Regions from separate parts of the Mus musculus genome. Here region 1 is linked to region 2. Evidence: chromatin contacts called from public promoter capture Hi-C data. All regions are on one chromosome and are shown on one strand. The core of a region is the stretch at or near the end of the contact, and the rest is flanking DNA. Distances in the headings are between cores, read along the strand shown.

Region 1 (4,188 bases), core at 377-2,876, 340 kb after region 2:
GGAGTCTGTGTCTATAGAGACTGATGGACTGATTGGAATTCAGTACTGTGGAAGAATTGGAATTTTGTAGGATCAGAGACTATTTACTTTATCTTGGGCTAGTGTTAGCCTTCTGAAATAGCAATTCCTTGCCCCACTCTGTATCTGAACATCTTGTGATGGTAATAAATAAGACCTCTTAGAAGCTATTAAGTTAGCAGAATACTAGCTTCCAACAATCCAAGATTAAGAGTCTCATCAACAGCGTTTTGGGACTATAAAATGGCTCTCACTATCTCATTGTTCCAAACAATGTATCTTAAACTTGTCTTGATTTATAACTTTTTTTTGTTCTGTGAAACTATAAAAAACCCTGTGTGATGAGTTGTATATTTTTGGACCAGGGAGTGGCACCATTTGGAGGTGTGACCTGGTTGGAGTAGGTGTTTCACTGTGGATTTGGACTTAATACTCTCACCCTAGGTGCCTGAAAGTCAGTCTTCCACTAGCAGCCTTTGGATGAAGACGTAGAACTCTCAGCTCTTCCTGCACCATGCCTGCCTAGATGCTGCCATGCTCCCACCTTGATGATAATGGACTGAACCTCTGAATCTGTAAGCCAGCCCCAATTAAATGTTTTTTATAAGACTTGTCTCGGTCATGGTGTCTGTCCACAGCAGTAAAACCCTGACTAAGACACCCTGTGAAACTGCTTCCACATTGGAACATGGAATTTGTGTTAACTTAATCTGGGTTCCTGGGTCTGTGGTCTTACTCCCTTGAAGATGAGAGCTGTGGTTTTATGTCAGTGAGTGAGAGAGACACTCAGCCCAATGCAGCAGCTTAGCAGGAGACATAAAGAAATCAAGGTAAAACAATCAACAATTAAAAGTAAAGACTAGATAAGTGATATGCAAAAATAACAGAGAAACAGGAGAATACTTACGGAAGCTCAGCCAGACTCTCATATCCTCCCAGGCTCTCTGCCAGAGTAAACAGCTAGCAAAGAAAACAGAAATTTAGAACAGCTGATAATGGTGCTAAAATCTGAAAATGAATGCTTCTGATGAAAGCATGAAGAGTGATAATAACTATGAATAAATCAAGAATCAGGCAAGATAATAAGAAAAAAGTCATATTACAGTTTAAGACAATGCTTTTGACAATTAGATGTACTGTCTTCAAATCTTTAAAACATGAAAAGCTGCTTGCCTTTGAAGCCTGGGCTATCATTCTAGCACTCAGGAGACAGAGGAGGAGGATCTCTGTGAGTTCAAGGCCAGCCTAAACATCACAGTGAGACCTTATCTCCATGAACTTTACAAGGTAAGGGCCATAGCTCAGTGAAAGTGTGCTTGCCTGACATGTCCAAGATCCTGAGTTTCATCTCAGCACTACAAAATCAATGAATCAACAATAAACTGACCAAAGCCAGTCTCCTGCATCACCCTATTTTTTATTTATTTTTTTATTTATTGTTTAGACAATACCTAAAAAATCTGTATGTATCAAATATGCTTAAGACAGATGTTGGCCACATGGATACTGACAGGAGATTTGGTCCCTTCAGCCACCAGAACTATACCCTGAGTGATCTGCCCGGTCTGGGCGGGGCTGGTTCTACCAAAGCTCATGGGTCAAAGTTGAGGTCCTCAGTGTGGTATACCTTTAAGAAGCAGGGACCTTAGGTGCCAATGGGCTCCTTGACTGGTGACTGCTCTCACACATGATGCCATTTGCCACCAGGACTTAAGGAAGGGGCCACCTAACACTGAACTTATGCTTTTGGTCTTCAACAGTCAGTGAAGTAAACTTTTATTTATAAAATAGCCTGTCTCTGGCATTTTGTGATAGAAATGAAAAACGGGCTAATCTATCCAGTGTTGGGAATTATGGCAAGCAATAAGGACTAAGACTGTGTTACAGCACCATAAAATTTACTCCAGAAAGGAAGCGTTGGGGGAAAATCCAATCCTGAGCTCACCTTTAGATTTTTGAGGAAGGCCTTAGCATGCTGCAGAGCACCCTTGATGTAGAAACTGACCATCCCTGGGCAGCCCGAGCACTGGCGTTTGGCCAGCTCATGCTGAGGGTGAGAGGGTAGCCCTGCAACCACAGAACACGAGAGAAGTTTCATTCTAGAGCTACATATACAACTTCAAGGGAGCAAGGCCACTGACCCCTAAGTCTGCCGAAAGTATCCCTAACAATGGGGTTGTGCAAGTCTTTCTCTCCTGTCAAGCATTTAAGACATCTCTTCTACTCCTCCCATGCCCCGACCATGTCTCTTCTCTTGACTCCATCAGCCTGTGCTCTCTCTATTCAGGATCTCTGCAGGTCCGAACTCCCTGGTTAATTGCACCCTTCTGCAATTCCTTAATGTATTTTAGGAACAAGGCTATCTTCAGGCAGTGGATAGCACTTGTTAAATGTTCATGGTCAAGTATTTCCAGAGGTATCCAACAACTGTTGGGCTTGTATTTTCTGTAGGAATATGCATGCAATATTAATAAAATAAATGCATTTTACCAAATAGCAGTGAGAGATTCGAGCTCATATACATATCTAGTATGGTTTGCCCAATTTCCTTGAAGACAAAAATCTTAACTACTGTACTCATGATCCATCCTGTGGCCACAGGATCTAAGAACAAGGCTGCATAAGCCCATGGCAGCTTACCTGCTAACATAAACTCAGAGGGAAACAATGAGCCTACGAATCTACCCGAAAAGGCTGGTGAACTGAAAAGAGTCTGGGGAGAATTCTGGTATATTGTCTCAGTGAGACAAACTTAAATCAGACTATAGTAAGAGCTAGTGTTGAACAAGTGACTGGCAGGGCCATCAGGCAATTAACAGAATTATCCTGTGATGGGGTCTACACAAGCCTCAGATGCAAAAGCATCTCACATGTGAAGGCGGTCTTAACACCTGACATTCATTGCCTTCAGACCAACATCTTGTCTATCCATGCCCCACCATGCTCATTCCAGAGCCTGACAGAAAGTGACAGTAACCAATGAACAATGTAAAATTACACGAGAAAAGAAACTCACAAAGAATGAATGACCCATATAAAGTCTTAACCTAAACAGAACTGCCTAGAACTCAGGTTGACATACCAGGATAAACAACCTTTTCTACCCGGGGATTGGTCTCCAGGAAACGAGCCACCGCCATCCCATTCTTGAAATGTTTCTCCATCCGGACCTGCAGTGTCTTCAGGCCTCGGCAGCAGAGGTAACAATCAAAAGGAGAAGGAACTGCTCCTAGTGCTAGAAAGCAAACAAAGCTTGGATTAGCTTGGAGGTACCATGGGACTTAAAGAATTCTCTGGTTCCTCTTTTTCAATAGAGTGGCTCAGGAAAATCTAGCTATGAAACTCAACGTTTGTGTTTTAGGAAGGAGTTGCTATGTTGAAGTGGAAGCACAGAATGGAGCCAACAATGCACTGAGAGAAATATGTGTTAACGCGGAGAAATGGAAACCAAGGTTAGGCTTTCAGCAGATGATCCTTTATGATTCTGTAATGAGACCCTCTGCATAGTGTGGGCCTCACATCTTTGAGATATGCCAATGCTCTTTATGATTTAATGATGTGACACATCAGCTAGTGTGGGTTCTCATATCTTTGAAACGCATGACAGGGAAAAATCTGAAGCGTGGTCATGATTATTGCTATACAATCTACTAATAGTATAGCTTATTTCTGCTCTTAAAGATTTTATTTTTATTTGTGAGTGTGGGTGCAGTGCCTACAGAGGCCAGGCAGGAGAGAGTCAGATCCCCGAAGCTGGAGTTACTGGTGCTTGTGAGCCTGATGTGGTACTGGGAACTGAACTGAGGTTCTCTGCAAAGAGCAGCTCCAGCTCTTAGCTGCTGAATTATCTAATTCCTACTTATTTATCAAGCAGTCAGTCAATTACCCTCCAAAACCCCTTTGCTTACTTTGAGTGATTTCTAGAAGAGTATTTTAATTTGAAACTATGTCTGTCTCTTATCAGCCAGAGTATGGTGATCACCTATACTCAAGGTAAACTGAACAAACTACCAAGAAAAGTATATAATGTACACAACGATGTTAGGATGTAAGGTGTATGCTTAGGTCTTGAGTGCTACTCAAACCTAACCACCACTCCAGGTACTTATGTACATGAACTAACATTTCAATGTTTAAAATAGTACTCTGGCTGGGAGTGGTGGTGCATGC
Region 2 (4,525 bases), core at 1,630-4,129:
ATCTAAAAAAAATGATACAAATGAGATGAATCATTTGCATATTGAAATTAAAATATTAATATTTTAATATTAATCTCTAGAGATTAATTTAATCTCTAAAGCAGAATTTAAATGTGACGATAGGTGAATATAAGCTTTAATGTTTTTGAAAAATGAAAATACGCTCCTTTTATTTCAGCCTCCACTGGTTTATTGGTTAATCAGAGATTCAAGTACAGGGCTGAGCTCATTCCCTCAAGCCTGTGGAAATGATCAGTCTAGTGATAAGATTTGTAATCCCAGCAATGGGGGCAAGGGGGACAAGGATCCTTATCCCTGAGGATCACGGACTAGTCATTCTATCCCAATTTGTGAGCTCCAGGAGATGAGAGACCCAGTCTCAAAGTACATGGAGGGAAAGAGGAGAACATGATCAGGTATTGGGGTGGGGTGGGGGTGACACTGGACTGAAGCCCCGAGGGCCAGCAGAAAGAATAGAAACAGTCAACCTATGGCGGTAGTAGGTGGGGGGACCCTCTAGAATGTATTAGAAACCTGGGACATGAGAGACTCTCAGGACTCAAAGGTAGGGGCCTTAGATGAAATGCCCTACAGTGGGGAGAGGGAGCTTATAGAGTCCACCTCCAGCAGAAAGACAGGACATCAAGTGAAGGGATGGGGTTGCCATCCTACAGTCAAAAACTCTGACCCAAAATTGTTCCTGTCTGAAAAAAAAACCTGCAGAGTCAAAAATGGAGGAGAGCCTAAGATAAAGAAGGTCCAGTGACTGGCCCAAATTGGCATCCAGCTCAAGGGGAGGCCTCAAGGCCTGACACTATTACTGATATTATGGAGTGTTTACAAACAGGAACCTATCATGACTGCCCTCCGAAAGGCCCAACAAGCAGCAGCTGAAAGACTCAGATGCAGATATTTACACCTAACCAATGGACAGAGGCTGGTGACCCCTGTGGTTGAATTAGGGAAAAGCTGGGAGAAGCTGAGCAGGAGGGCAACCCAATAGGAAGAGCAGTAGTCTCAACTAACCTGGACTCCGGAGATCGCTCAGACACTGAGCCACCAACCAGGCAGCATACACCAGCTGGTATGAGGCCCCCAACACACATACAGCAGAGGACTGATGGGTCTGGGTTCAGTCAGAGAAGATGCACCTAACCCTCAAGAGACTTCAGGTTTCAAGGAGTGGGGAAGGTCTTGAGGGGTGGGGGGTGGGGAACATCCTCTTGGAGCCGGGGTTTTGGGGGGAGGAGGAGGTATGGGATGTGGAACAGTTAGAAGGCAGACCAGGAGGGGGATTAAAGAATTAAAAAAAAAAATGTTTTAAAGAAATTCTCTTTAATACAAGATAGTGCATGTTAGCAGTTTAGCCACTAGAGGGGAGTGTCGTTTCAAATGAACTAAGTCAACTCTTGGCAGCTAGCAAAAGAACCAACAGGAAAACAACCAGGAGAATCTAAAAGTTACTTATTTGCAGGGTGAACAGCTAAAATGTAGGTAACTCTGGCTGGGAAAAAAAAAATGCTTCAAGAAGAGAAGGGTTTCTGAAACTTTGTTAAGAGCTGTCAACAAAGGAATACACATGGCTCCAGCTGCATATGTAGCAGAGGATGGTCTTGTCATGGTATCAAGTGGAAGGAGAGGTCCTTGGTCCTATGAAGGTTGGATAGATGCCCCAGTGTAGGGGAATCAAAGGTGGGGAGGTGGGAGTGGGTGGGTGGGTGGAGGAACACCCTCTTAGAAGCAGGGGGAGAGATGTGATAGGGTGTTACAGGGAGGGGCGGGAAAGGGGATAACATGAAATGTAAATGAAAATATCCAATAAGAGAGAGAGAGAGGGAGAGAGAGAGAGAGGGAGAGAGAGAGAGAGATTGATTAACTATCTTTGCCAATACATGTTCTTATGGTCGACCTTCTCAGTAAGCATTAGGCAGGGGGAAGTGACCTAATGAATAGAATGCTAACCACTCAAAGGAAGACCTGAATTGGGATTCCCAACACCTGAGTAAAAGTAGCCTGGCTGTTGGGCTTGGGTGTGTGAGGCCATACCAGGCCGGGAGTCACAGTGGAAGACACTCCATGTTGAAGTCTGACCTCAATGTAAATACGAAAGGACTCTCTCTCTCTCTCTCTCTCTCTCTCTCTCTCTCTCTCTCTCTCTCTCTCTCTCTCTCTCTCTCACACACACACACACACACACACAGCGGGGTGGGAAATAGGGGGATGATAATGTAAACAAGTTAGTTATTAATAAATATAAAATTTTTGATCTAACTAAAGGGTGGCATATTTTCTTTGATGTATGAATTCCAGAATACTCTTAAAATTTAAATGTATCATTATACTGAAATGTCACTCAGTGAAAATGTGAATTTGCTATGTACTTTCACCTGTGTGCTTACTTGGTTTTGGATTTTTAAACTGACATTATCCTAGAAAAGTATTTTACCAATATGAGTTTGGAATTAGTCCAAAGTAAAATAAGGCAATAGTTTCAGGAAGACTTAAAACACAAACTCATCCCTATTCTTTCCCAGATGTGAGTATCATATGTATATACATATGATATTGATACATATACATATATATATTTATATATATATATTAAATAAAACAAATTCAATGACAGTCAAACATGAGGAGAAATCAGCATTGCGATTCACGCAGCTACTAACATGTCAGATTTCGTCTTTTCTCCAGTGTCACGTAACCCAAAGGCTGATGAGCACTTTACAGAGTCCCAGAGCTGGAGAGGCAGACCTAGGGGGCGCGGCGCCAGGTGATCCCAGCCCACACCGCCCTTCGCCTGCCTACTCGCAGCACCGCCCCTCGAGCTCCAAGGCGCGGGAGGAGCCTCGCGCGGCGTCGGGCGGCGCCTGTCCAGTCCCCGCAGCCTAGCGCGGGAGGCGGCGGGCGATGGAGAGCAGAGCCTGGGCTCCGGCTGTCCCCCAGTGCACTCTGCTGCTATCCCGCAGCTGAGCCGGGAGGCTCCGGCCCCGTGCGCCCTACCGTGGCCCCGCCACTATGGCTAGCATGTGGGCGCCGGAGCACTCTGCTGAAGCGCACAGCAACCTGTCAAGTACTACCGACGACTGCGGCTCCGTGTCCGTGGCCTTTCCCATCACCATGATGGTCACTGGCTTCGTGGGCAACGCGCTGGCCATGCTGCTCGTGTCGCGCAGCTACCGGCGCCGCGAGAGCAAGCGCAAGAAGTCTTTCCTGCTGTGCATTGGCTGGCTGGCGCTCACCGACTTAGTGGGGCAGCTCCTGACCAGCCCGGTGGTCATCCTCGTGTACCTGTCACAGCGACGCTGGGAGCAGCTCGACCCATCGGGGCGTCTGTGCACCTTCTTCGGGCTAACCATGACAGTGTTCGGGCTATCCTCGCTCCTGGTGGCCAGCGCCATGGCCGTGGAGCGCGCCCTGGCCATCCGTGCGCCGCACTGGTATGCCAGCCACATGAAGACTCGCGCCACGCGCGCGGTACTGCTGGGCGTGTGGCTGTCTGTGCTCGCCTTCGCGCTGCTGCCGGTGCTGGGCGTGGGCCGCTACAGCGTGCAGTGGCCGGGCACGTGGTGCTTCATCAGCACCGGGCCGGCGGGCAACGAGACAGACCCTGCGCGCGAGCCGGGCAGCGTGGCCTTTGCCTCCGCCTTCGCCTGCTTGGGCTTGCTGGCTCTGGTGGTGACCTTTGCCTGCAACCTGGCGACCATCAAAGCCCTGGTGTCCCGCTGTCGGGCCAAAGCCGCCGTCTCGCAGTCCAGCGCCCAGTGGGGCAGAATCACCACGGAGACGGCCATCCAGCTCATGGGGATCATGTGTGTGCTGTCCGTCTGTTGGTCGCCGCTATTGGTAAGTAGTTGGTAGAGTGGGGGCGTTTGTAGGGAGCCGTAAATGTAGGGAAACTTTCTGAAAGTGACTAGCACCCAGAATTCCTGCCGCTCATGCGGCCCCGGGTTGCAGCCTCCAGCCAAGAGCCTAAGCCGCTTGCGGAGCTTACAAGAGCTAGTCAAGTCGGTCCAGACTTGCCAGGCGCTTGTGAAGATGCAAACAGCCTAGGCACAGAGGTGGGTAGACGCTGCTCAAGCCAGTGCAGACTGATGTTTGCCCCTTGCGTTATAAGAGGAGGTATGATGACAACTCTAGCTCAACCTGCTAATCCCGCTGCGATGTTTGGGCACCTGGGAGCCAGGCAGGTCCTATGGCTTCAGCCGCACAGCAACTAACCTTCTTGGCAAACTGTCTTTCTGTTGCCAGCACTAAAGGTTCTCAGGTAGCTACTGTCTGCAGGGAGGGTCAGGAAGGCACAGATGCCGCAGCCCCCTAAGAAGCCGGGTACTGTGTACACCAAAGTGGAGGACTCTCCAGTAGCACACACACACACACACGCACTACCCCCCCCAACACACACACACTTGTGCCCCCCCCCCCCATCCTTATAGAGGAGTGAATCGCAGATCTCCGCAATTCCAGAGACAGGAGGTAAGGGTTTCTCGGTCCTTGGCATCGTATCCATCACAGAACTACC

What was found. Promoter capture Hi-C pulls out the DNA fragments that hold promoters and counts their contacts.
Region 1: a contact with region 2 is called in a promoter capture Hi-C map of liver. The contact joins the enhancer-like site here to the promoter of Ptger3 in region 2. A contact is called at or near these places in 11 of 39 promoter capture datasets (the 3T3-L1 cell line, the C10 cell line, the HPC-7 cell line and 3 more), 1 of 484 Hi-C or Micro-C datasets (nephron progenitors), 3 of 115 datasets of contacts at active chromatin or transcription factors (all in embryonic stem cells) and 1 of 9 other capture datasets (pancreatic islet).

Annotation. Positions count from the first base shown.
Region 1 is chr3:157,904,220-157,908,407 of GRCm38.p6, forward strand. Cth (cystathionase (cystathionine gamma-lyase)) reads right to left here. Exons shown (of 12, transcript NM_145953.2): 8 at 3,101-3,253; 9 at 1,964-2,085; 10 at 926-978. Among named protein-coding and RNA genes, the nearest start is that of Cth, 19 kb to the right of the region's middle. Within about 2 kb of position 1,627, at least 1 of the 459 cell types and tissues checked has an H3K27ac peak or open chromatin away from gene starts, as enhancers often do. A contact at or near this core is called in liver, where this site is marked.
Region 2 is chr3:157,563,997-157,568,521 of GRCm38.p6, forward strand. Ptger3 (prostaglandin E receptor 3 (subtype EP3)) reads left to right here and starts at 2,880. Exons shown (of 4, transcript NM_001359745.2): 1 at 2,880-3,849. The coding sequence starts at 3,022.